Linked DNA regions of Mus musculus: region 1 is linked to region 2. A link is a contact called in public HiChIP or PLAC-seq data. All regions are on one chromosome and are shown on one strand. Each heading gives the region's core, a stretch centred on a gene start, on an enhancer-like site or on the middle of the called end of the contact. The rest is flanking DNA. Distances are from core to core; before and after follow the strand shown.

What was found. HiChIP or PLAC-seq counts read pairs in DNA pulled down with a chosen protein or histone mark.
Region 1: an H3K27ac HiChIP or PLAC-seq map of the HPC-7 cell line shows a contact between it and region 2, with 4 times the contacts expected there. The contact joins the enhancer-like site here to the promoter of Slc6a4 in region 2. A contact is called at or near these places in 5 of 39 promoter capture datasets (the 3T3-L1 cell line, embryonic stem cells, epiblast stem cells and 2 more), 1 of 15 datasets of contacts at CTCF or cohesin (the NIH/3T3 cell line), 13 of 484 Hi-C or Micro-C datasets (B cells, the C2C12 cell line, ECoMG-derived neutrophils and 9 more), 6 of 115 datasets of contacts at active chromatin or transcription factors (the HPC-7 cell line, embryonic fibroblasts and embryonic stem cells) and 4 of 9 other capture datasets (adipose tissue, embryonic stem cells, liver and 1 more).

Annotation. Positions count from the first base shown.
Region 1 is chr11:77,027,794-77,033,843 of GRCm38.p6, reverse strand. It overlaps Slc6a4 (solute carrier family 6 (neurotransmitter transporter, serotonin), member 4), which reads right to left. Exons shown (of 14, transcript NM_010484.2): 14 at 1,501-2,241. The coding sequence ends at 2,167. Among named protein-coding and RNA genes, the nearest start is that of Gm12343, 21 kb to the right of the region's middle. Within about 2 kb of position 2,098, at least 7 of the 459 cell types and tissues checked have an H3K27ac peak or open chromatin away from gene starts, as enhancers often do. A contact at or near this core is called in the HPC-7 cell line, where this site is marked.
Region 2 is chr11:76,996,194-77,001,534 of GRCm38.p6, reverse strand. It overlaps Slc6a4 (solute carrier family 6 (neurotransmitter transporter, serotonin), member 4), which reads right to left and starts at 2,938. Exons shown (of 14, transcript NM_010484.2): 1 at 2,860-2,938. RefSeq lists cis regulatory regions at 3,032-3,039, 3,233-3,466, 3,016-3,466, 3,944-4,883, 4,961-4,982 and promoters at 2,888-3,232, 2,888-3,466, 2,888-5,093.

The DNA of each region.
Region 1 (6,050 bases), core at 849-3,348, 33 kb before region 2:
CACAAGGCAGGCTAATGTATGAGGATTTTGAGTTCAAGGCTACTCTAAGCTACTCAGAAACAGAGGGAAAGGTGGTATTTTGAGAAAATTGTGTGTCTATGAGATAACGAGAATCTATCTTAAGCTGGGGATATACTTAAGATGCTGCCTAGCATGTATGAACTCCTGGATTTCATCCTCAGGACCACATAAACCTGGCATCATGGCACATGCATATAATCCCAGCATTCATGGCCATCCTTGGCTACATAATAAGTTTGAGGCTAGCCTGGGCTAGTTGGGACTCTGTCTAGAAAAAAAAACAAAACAAAAAAAAAACCAAGATTCTTCAATTTTGCAGAACTGTTTACCACTGACTGCAGGCCACCGGCAGATAATTTCTCTTCTTCAGCACATAAGAAAGTAACGAGAACAGGAAGAAGGCAGCGGGCCAGGCTGAGAGGTGAAGGTTCTTTCCTGTCAGGAGAGAGACAGCTCCAACCCCTCCTTCCCTGTAACGTCTTAGCAAGCTCCTCAGAAGCTCAGATGAGTAAGGAAAATATTGTGGGGAAAAAAGCACAAATGAGCACATCGGAAAATTATGAAGGGTGAGCAAGAGGCACAGAGATAGCAGAAGATGCTCAAGGAAGACACCGCTGAGGAAATGGAACCAAGGGAGACACCTACAGTAGGATAACTGTAAGCCTTTCATATATGGATTCCCCACCCCACCCCACACACACACACACACACACACACACACACACACACACGCGCGCGCGCACACGGCTCTTTGAGTCAGTGTCTCACTATGTAGCCTGAGCTGGCATTAGCGTCATGATCTTCCTGCTTCTACCACACCAAGCTGGGACTTTCTTTTTACGAAGTTTGTTTAAATTTTATATGGAGGACTCGAAGTTATAGAGTGCCAGGTAATTGATTTTATCGATTGTTTCCTTAAAGGTTTTAATGAAGGACTCTCAGGCCTCAAGGTAAGATTTGCCTCCATGCTTTCTTTCATCCAAGCCTAAGTCACCCAAGTCCAGATTTACGTAATCAGTACCATGCTCACATGGATGAGAAGCCATTCACTTGGAAAGCATCCTGGAACTCGTCATCAGGACCCCTTGGCAGAGTCAAGATGGGATCACGGTGAAGGGCGGTCGTTTAAAGCCAAGTCCGATTCTGCGATTGCTCCCGGGTGGAGAAGATCTGCCTTTTAGCTCATAGAATTAGACCTATGTACCCCAGAGCTAAGTAGAAGTCAGGTTTGCCCTGGCTCCACAGGACCAATAACCTGAATAGTCAAACCCTCAGCCATTTAAACCAGATACCCAACTGCACGTGGAAGTTGCATCTGGCTACAACCATCTGGAAAGCAGTGGCCATAGTGACTGATAGAACAGGCCAGGTTTGCCCAAGGACCTTTATCCTGAATGCCTAACAGGGAGGTGGGTGGTGGAAGAGACACCGGGAAAGGAGATGGTAACCCAGCATGCTTCTAATAACACAAACCCAATTGAGTAGGTAGAATCTGTTTAATGTAAGAAAAATTAGAGGCCATTTATATAGTTTGTAATGGGCCCGGAGTGTTGGAATTGAGGGGACACAGACAACAATGGACAGACACAAGAGCTCACACATATATATCAGTTTTCAGTGTAGCGTCTTTACGTCTTCCTTTCTTAACCTCACAGCAGCACGTGGGTTACAGGGTTCTAGTAGATTCCGGCTACAGAGTTCTATGCTACTGAGAAAATATATATGGCTAGCAAGACATCCCTGTTTTCTCTTAGGTGGTTTATGTATTCATGAACACTGAAGGCTTTAGAAGCAAACAGATGCAGGGCAATATGATCATACCCAGAACATGATACAGACGTTCACAGACCTAATCTAAACCTGAAGCTAGCTGATGACTGGGTGGCGTTCATCCCCTCCTTCCTCTCCTCACATATCCAAGTCAGCTCAGCCGTGTCACCAGCTAATGTGGCAGTAAGTCCAAGAGAGTTCATGGAAAGAAGTGGTTGGAACCCACAAGAGTCTGGGCACCATAGTCTTTAGGACTGTGACTCCATGGAGAAAGACCTTACATCATCAGCTTGGCTTAGAGGGGAGGAGTCAAGGTGGGGCTTTTCAGAGATGAGGAGTCGGGGGCTGGGAGGCCATGTCCTCTCCCTCAGTGTGTTACACAGCATTCATGCGGATGTCCCCACACGGAATTTCCGTTGGTGTTTCAGGAGTGATACTTTTAATAATGCGCTGTTGGGAAGAAAAGTGCAGTGTTACAAAGTCTTGTTTGAAAAGACATTTCAACATTAATATTAAAACATTGAGAGTATTTTAATGATATTTCACAATAAGTTGAAATAGCCTCACTAGCCTTTAAAAGAAGAAATTCCCAACTTCTAATACAGATGAAAATGTCAGAGTGGAGAAGTACAAGCGTCGGGTGCAGGAAGAGTGTGGTTGTGACAGGAACTTAAGGAACAGTCCTACGGCGGAACCCTGCTGGCCACAGCATGACTGACTAAACAGACAAGGCTTCCCAGAGCCACTCCGGGAGCAGACATCCCACCTCTCAGCCATGGTGCCCGCCAGTGCCAAGAGCCACCGAAAGCCATCCCTCACCACTCTATAAACTATCATTAATTAGATAGAAATATGCCTTACAATTGGAATTGGTCTTTTTTTTTTTTTTTAGTTCGTTTTGAGACAGGGTTTCTCTGTGTAGCCCTGGCTGTCCTGGAACTCACTCTGTAGACCAGGCTGGCCTCAAACTCAGAAATCCGCCTGCCTCTGCCTCCCAAGTGCTGGGATTAAAGGCGTGTGCCACCACTGCCCGGCCTGGAATTAGTCTTAAGTGGAGTTAGGATGCACAGGAAAGAGCTCACTCCTCACAGTGTGTGGGAGAGGCGAGCACAGTAAATAACATTGAAAGAAAATGGCTTTCACGCCCCACCTCCTTCCTATGCTCACAGCTGCCCATTTAGACATGGATTCTCCCAAGTTGCCAGGCTTAGATCGTACTTAATTCTGGTGTGCGTATGTGTGGGTGCATGTGAGCGGTGCCTACGTGGAGGTCGGAAGGTGACTTTTAGGGGTCAGTTTTCTACTGTGTAAGTTCCAGCAATTTTACTCCTGCAGCCTTTGCTGCTGAACCATTTTGCCAGCCCACTAGACGACTACTGAGCTCAGACTTTGCCAGGCCATAGCCTTCTACGAGACTATCTAACCTATAAGCTACAGCTAATCTAAGAACAGAGCATTGCTGACACCTTCATAAGCATGGGCTCATTAGAGACCATCTTCCGTTATCTCTGTGTGGGTCACTAAGGCTTTCAGCAATGGTGACTTCGGCCAGCAATTGACCCCAACCTTGAGACTTGTAGGCTACCAGTGCATGGTATATTCCCAAATTAAAGCAGTAAATAGAGCTTATTCTATACGCTGCAGACTTACACAAGCAGTCCCCAGCTTATAGCGGGTTACTATAACCTGTTTTTCCTTTATGACGATGCAAGAGTAATATCCATTCCATGGAAACTGTTCTCAATTCCTATATCTCCCCTTGCTAGGGCTGAGGCTACTGCTCTCTCCTGAGGCTGGGTGTGTCTCCTGAAGCCACAGCTCCCAGCCAGCCAAGCGGTCATGAGAATGACAGCCCTGTCCTGTGTTGCCAGGCTATAATGTTCAGGAAGCTAGTTAGGTGTAGTCACTGTGGTTTTTTTTTTTTTTTTACTTAATGACATTTTCAATTCATAATGGGTTTATCAGGATCTAATCTCATTATACAGCTGGGCGCATCTGGGTATGGCCAATACCCAGCAGAATCTAGACGCTTGCTTTTCTCTTATATTTACCTTTCTTTTAGACTTTGTTTTTGTTTCTTTTGTTTTTTTTTTTTTTTTTGGTTTTTTGTTGTTGTTGTTCGAGACAGGGTTTCTCTGTGTAGCCCTGGCTGTCCTGGAACTCACTCTGTAGACCAGGCTGGCCTCAAACTCAGAAATCCGCCTGCCTCTGCCTCCCAAGTGCTGGGATTAAAGGCATGCGCCACCACCGCCCGGCCTTTGTTTTGTTTTTTTAACCAAACCAAGGTTTTATATGGAGCCTCCCCTCCTCCTGCTTCTGAAAGTCAAACCTGGTAATTAACAAGTAATTTCTGTAAAGCTCCTAGTGAGGTAGGTGTGGTGGCACCTATCTTATAATGCCAGCACAGATCAGCGGCCCAGAGGATCACGGAAAGTTTAAGGCCAGTCTGGACTACATAGGGAGACTTTGTGTTAGAATAAAAATCTCCCTCTCCCCCTCCCTTAAAACCAAGTGTCTTTTCTCCCAGGTACTTGCGGGCGGGGAGCACGGCGTGCCTTACCATTTGCACTGGCTAAGTACACACAGAGATAGTAAAGGCCTCTCTCAGAAGTCTTATACAAAGAAAGGTATTGGATTTTCCTTAATCCAGCACTCGCTAGGATTTCTACCCAGCACTGTGTGCCACTGTTCCTGACCCATGGAACTGTCGATCCTGGGAACACGCTACTGTCCAAGGAGCACATTTTACTGATGGGGAAGCCAAGATCCAGAGATGCGTGCTTCCACAGGACCTCTTCTTATATTCTGTGAGCTTATCAGCTGCTTCCTTGAAACCGATTGGCTCCCATCTGGTGGCCTATGGTAAGGATGTCCTTTGAATCTCCTCTACTGCGACGGGTCTGAGCTCAGCTACCTTACATCCTTCTAGGTGTCGTTTTCTCTGTAAGTAACTGAAAATCTGCAAGAGAGACAACTAGGATCCGAGGTGCGGCCTGTGGTGTAATACTGATGTTTGTTAATCTAACGTTCCCTCCCCTGACCCAGGCCTCTGGGTTTGAAGCAGCAGAGAGGCGGTGGATCTTCTCAGCCATCACTGAAGGATAGCTCGGAGGGATGAATTTAGTGACCCGGGCTGTGAATGCATTACAGTAAAACAATCATCTGGTTTTCTTTGGGAGCAAAAGTTGTGATAGGGTTGACTTGGTTACAGTGGTTTGCAGGAGCTGAGTTTTCTTTCCCATGAGTTTAGTTTTCCCATTTAAAAACAGAAGTGAATCTAGCTGTTCTCAGAAAACGGTGTCTAATCGTCTCGTGTTCTCTTATGAAATGTCTGAGTGTGAAGCTGTGCCTTTTCGAGCCACAGTCTAATCCACCTGGGTTCTCAAAAGCCTCCTGCCTTTCCCTGGATGCCACCCTTCACCTTTCCCCTGGATGCCACCCTTCAGATTGGAACTCTTCCCTACAATGGAGCCCTGACGGGGTTGAGATTCCTGGTGTGATACCCATCACCATGTGTAGTACATACTCACTACAGTGGCTGAAATACAACGGAGCAGACACCATTTAAAACATTTCAATTCTGCAGATCGGAAGAGACACTGTCATGAATCCTAGTAGCAGGACCAATAGCCAACCCCTATGGCAGCCTGGCATGAAAACATCACTTTGTCTGTCCCTAACCTTTAACACCAATTTCTACACTAGCCAAAGGTCAGCTCAGAAGAGGGAACCTGCACCTAAAAACAAAAAGAAAACTTTAGAGTCAAAAGATCAGGAGCGTTCCTGTACTGGGCTGTCTTCAGACTTGTGACTGAAATAATGACTTTGTGAGGAGCACTGTTCATCTGTCCTCCCAGGGTTCTTCTCTGTGAGGAGGACTAACCCCCCCCCCCAGAATTCTTCTCTGTTTATATAGCACCTGCCCACCCACCTCTTTAGGCTCTGAGTAGCAAGATGAGATGATCTATAGGCAGACACTTTGGCAAGTGTGCACTTTTTACAAACTGTAAGGTAGGTACTTAAAAACCTATAATATCCAGGCAGAAATAAGCATTTCTTCTAATATGGGGGGAAATGGCTCCCATGGCCATTTGATATTCCAACTTTTGAGTGGGTGACAGTTTTTGAGCTTTTTAGCTCAAAACTTATTGTAACATCCTAATGATAGGATGTTCTTCAAAATAGTACTTGACACATTGATTGATGTGAGAAAAATGACCGTGGCACCAGGCATGGTGGCCACATCTCTAACCCTAGCA
Region 2 (5,341 bases), core at 1,689-4,188:
CCTACTGACTTTGTCCCTGTTAGAATGGGGAAAAAAGCACTTGCTGGTTTGTGTCGTTAACGGTCTGTAAACAAGTATCTAACTTCCCAATCTGGAGAGGAAAACACTCACTCACACACACCAGTCTTGAGGAGCCAGCCAGGCAGAGCTGTTACTCACAGATTGGCACTTTCTGAATATGGACCAAAGTCACTGCCAAGAGGTCATCCTGGAAGTAAGGTGGCTGTGTTGGCCCATGGTGAGTCTCATGCCCGCCCCAGCGATCAGCTGCCCCTCTGTGCTCTGGGACCATCAGGGAATCAGGGATGTTAGGTTTCTTTTTAAAAAGTAATTTGATCCATTTTCTACCTGGGACTCTCCTAGGAAGATTTTTTTTTTTTTTTTTTTTTTTAGAACGCTGTTTTGTCTAAGGAAGCATTTTTCTTGGAACTGACCCCTGGAAGACAAGCTTTAGCTGTACTCAGGTAGGAATAAGCAGGTGTTTTGTCAAATGTGGGTTTCCTACCGGTGCCTCATTGGCCAGACACAAAAACCTCAGAGGGAGGGGCCAACCTGGAGATTAGCAGAGAAATCAGTAAGTGTATGCTCAGCTAGCAGGGCTCACTCAGGAAGTCCAGAACTCCACCCACTAGCGGGGCATGGTTTAGGCACAGAACATAGAGGAGTCTGAGTGTGCAGAGCCTCTGCCCTTGGCCGAAATACAAGAGGATCCCAGGAGGACTCCATCTTAGAGCAGTGGTCCTGGCCCGTAGGTATTTTGCACCATGATTATATTTTGTGTTTTGTTTTATTTCAAAGAGGGCTGTTAGAACCTTAGCCACAAGAGCTTGAACATTGTTTCCAAGGTCCCTCTATTTCCTCTTACTCAAAGCCTTGGTTCATGAGCCCCAGAGGACCTCCAGTGTTACTGAAAACAGCTAACGCCCTATTTGCCTTCCCAGCATGAAATGACTGCACAATAACCCACCTGGCCATTGGCATTTTAAGAATTAAGTCTGTCAAAGCAGTAATCCAAAGTAAAACTCAGCTTCCTCCGACTGCCTTGTGTGTCCAAACGGTGCTACTCAGCAAGTACAACCTAGAGATGGCTGTGAACTGGCTTTATTTCCAGAACTACCCGTGTTTCTCTTGGGTGTGGGCACCCAGAGTATTTTGTAAGCCTGCCACAGAGCCCAACCCATGTCCCTAAACTCCACAGTCACCACCCATCAGGGAAATTCTTCCACATGCACCCCACACACACACTGCTCCCCAATCCAAGTTCCATCAAAATGCTCATAGGATTCTAAAATTTCCCAAAACATCGTGGATTCCATTAAGATATTAATATATCCCCCTTTTCACCCTGGGGATATATATTTGTTACATATCATCCATATAGAAATATATAATATGGTTTTTTTTTTCTTTAACTGGAAACTGAAACAGACTTGAGTCTTGAGTGCCCAGGCTGGGAATTCCCACTCTGAAATGTGGCCAACCGAGTGTCATGAATCCCAGGTTTACTGAGGAGGAGTTTCAGCTTGCTCTTGTTCAGGCTTAGTAAGGAAAGCTCCATACCCAAATGAACAAGCTGCTTGGGGGTGGTCGGCTTTGTTTTGCTTTGGAAATGGGTCTTGTGTAAGCTAGCCTTGACTTAGCTAAGAAGCTGAAGACAACCTTGAACGCCTGAACAGTACAAGTATGCCTTAGCACACAGGGCAGAGTCAGTCTTTCTTTCTCTCTTCTTACCATGCAAAGTCTCTACAAGGCTCCAACCCAGGAGATTTCAGAGATTAACTGCCAGGCTAGGTCCCTACTTTTCATGTAGCTTAGTGGTACGATGTCTGCTCCGGGTACAAAAGACCCTGGATTCAAGCCTCACAGCTGCCCAAAACAAGTAAGATATTGCCTGCACTGCAGAAGAACCCGCCCATCAGCCTTTTCTGGAGCAGTACCTCTCGCTGGGGACCAGGGTGGGAGAAGGAAGCTATCCACAGCTCCACGAAAAAGTGAAGGGCCATAGTCAGAGCTGTTTCCCCCTCCATGTCCATCCAACAGCCTCCAACGCTGTCTTGGCTCTCTATTACTTTTAAACAAACCCCAGTGTTGTTGTTTTCTCAGACATGTTTCCCATGTAACTGAAAACACATTAAATATTTGATTTCTCCCCTTACTACGATGAGAGCTAGCAGGTCCATAAATAATCCATTGACCTGGTTCATTTTTTCTGGACAAAAAAAAATGATCATAAAAATACATACACACCCTTCAAATTCTTGAGCACTCTTAACTAAAAAGAATAATTCAATATGCAACACACACACAAACGCGAAAAAAAAAAAATCTCGGGCCACCAACCAGCCTTTTAGAAACACCCCCGCCTCCAGCAACTGTTGGTTACACACTTTAGTATAGCACAGCCCACTGGTACTTCCATAAATTCTGAATGGCCTGTGAGCTGTCTGAGTCGGCTCGCGCTCCGCAGTGAGACCATTCGAGCGCACAGAGAGAGGCTTGACCCTCTTAAGTGTCTCTCAAAGGTTTCTCTGGTTATTTGGGCATTTGTGTCTGCCAGCGTCTTTGCATAAAGCCACCTACCAGCCCTTGTCTCAAAAGTAAAGCCCAAGCACGGAATCACGGCTGGAAACTACAGCAACTTTTGCCAAAAAGCGAGGCTGCGCTGGGCCAGCTCTGGGTCTCCAGGGTTTCCATCGGGTCCCTCGAAAGGACCCTGCGCGGTGCAGACAAAGGCACCCGAAATCCAGGCAGTCAAGCGCGGGGACCGAGGGCTTCTAGAAAGAAGCGTGGGTTAGAGACAAAAAAGAAAAGAAAAAAAAGAGAGAAAAAAAGAATAAGAAGAAAGGGAAAGCGACCCACCTGCGGGAGGCGCGGCGGCGGGTCCCGGGCTGCGGAGGCGGCTCGACCCTCGCGCCCTCGAGGCACCGGCGCGGCCGCTGGAGTGGCGCCGCCCGCCGCGCTATTTGTACTTGCGGCCCCTCACATGGTCTGATCTCTAGATAGCCGCCGCCAAAGAGCTCCGCAAGAATTTTTGCGTCACTTTGAGACCGAAGAACTTTGTTTCTCTGCTACCGCAGCTGGAGGGGGGGGGGGGAGGGGCGGGGTCCACGCTCCCTGTCCGGTGGGAGGGCGGCAGAGCCCCCCACTCATTCCTGCACATACAGCAGCCAGGGCGCAGGGCCGGGCAGGGCAGGGCAGGGCGAAGGATCTGACTCTTCTGCTTTTGGACTAGTGTGGCTGGAGGATGCTGTACAAAACGAGGTTCACTTCTGCCCTTACCAAATCTGCCCTAAATTACGTTAAGGTCCTGCTCCGTGTCACTCCCTAAGAGCATTCTTTCTTGACCACAGCCGATTGCGGACCGTCTTTCCAAGGACTCCTGACTTTGTCTGGGTTCTCTAGGTGGAATGCGAGCTTAGTCGGGAACCTCCCCATCCCGATAGCAGCCTACAATAAGCACCCCCGGGAGGATCTGAGAGTGCTACTTAGCCACAGGAGGAAAATTTTGCAGAGAACATCGGTGTTGGTCCGCGGACCCGCCTGTGCCTGTGGGGTTGGGCACTGGACAAACTACCAGCCTTTCAAGCCGCTCAGTATTTCGACAGGAGCACTGTTTTCAAGTCTATATAGATTGTTTTGTTCACACACACACACACACACGCACACGCACACGCACACACACACACAGCTTAAAAATGAATTTAATGTTATCACATTCTTTTTTTCACCAAAATTACGGGAGCTTTTTTTTTTTTTTTTTTAAAGAGCAGATATGTTACTTATTTTGGACTGTGTCTGAGGCAGAGAAGTCAGGACCCGGGCCGGCCAGCCTGTCTCTTCTCATCCGGCCAAGCGAGTGAGGGAGAGCTAGAAAAGAGGTAGTAATGGCGAGTTCGGTGTCTGCGAGAAAGCCCCGGCGCCCCTTTGTTCCAGAGGGGCTCGAGCCCAGACATCAGAAGCCGCAGCTGGGCTGCGCTGGCACCAGGAAGGGCTGGTTGGTTCACTGTCCGCAGGTGTGGGCGGTTCCCGGCCGCAGGGATCACCAGTACGAGGCTTTGGTGCCACCTAGGCTCCAGGGCCGGGAATGCAAGGAGCGGCCCTAGCGATGTGGGGGAGCGGACTGGCTGGGGGAGCTGACCTTAGGCAGGCCTGGCCATTCCATGACCCGGAGAACCCCAGGGTCCCAGGGTCCTCACTGGGCCCCTCCCTTTCAATGAACACACGTGTCTGCTGTCTCCCTTCCGTGCCTGTAACTCCTGTGCAGACACAAGGCTGCCCAAGAACAAGTTTGTTCTGAGGAGGGGTCCAGGCAGACAGAGGAGCAGGGCGGACTTGAGCATCAGCTAAGACTCCCGTCTCCAATCTGACCGTCCCCATGCGGATTCAGTCTTACCGGCTCACTGCCGACCTTCCCAGGGCCTTGCTCCTCCTGCCCGGTTGCCTCCCCTTACTTAGTAGTACTGCCACATTGTGAGCGCTGAGTATTGGTGACATTTCTCTGAACAGGATGAGATAGATAGAGGCTCAAACCCTCTGCTTGTGGGTTGGACGAGACTCTTAACCACAGTGTCCTAGGCCTTGTCTTGGAGAATGATAGCACTGGTCCGGTCAGACTGGTGTGTGTGGGTGTGGAGAGGCTCTCGGCAGATGCTTCACTTCAGCTGAGACTAGCCTCAGGTGGTCTCATCTCTTATTCCCTGCTGAGGACTGTTAACAGCTGCCCAAACCATGCCCACACCTCATTCCCCACAGCCCCCTGGCCAGAGTGCATACTTAGCCTCCCTCCAACTATTTTTTTTTCCTCTTGCCCTGGAGGCAATTCTGGAGGAGCAACTTAGCCCAGTCTGTCCCACAGTCCCTTCAGCAGACCTGGTCCCTCTGCCTGCAGAGCTGTTTGGCAATGCCGCCCTGCCTTCCCACACATCCTGCCTTCCTTCCCGTTTCTGACACTTGGTAGGGACACAGGGAGGAAATGCAAGACAGACACCCACAAAGGCGTTGCACTGGGCTAGGGAACGCTGCTACAGAGCCGGCAGAAGGGCTGAGGAGACTTGGATGGAGGGGAGGTTTGCCAGGCATTCTTCACTCGCTAGCTCCATCCCAGAGACACGGAAGCCCAGCTGCCACACGCGGCCAGCCTCCACGGCAACAGACACACATTAAATGCACACACACATGCCGCCACCACCATCACCACGAAGACTAGCTGGATTCCCAAAACCCAACGACGGCCAGGACAAAGCCTTGTGAATGCCAGCAGCTCCCTCCGGAAGCTCTCGGTGCCATCTGTCTGTCTGCCTGTGTTCTGTTTACACCGTGACAGAAGAGGAAGCTCTCCCTT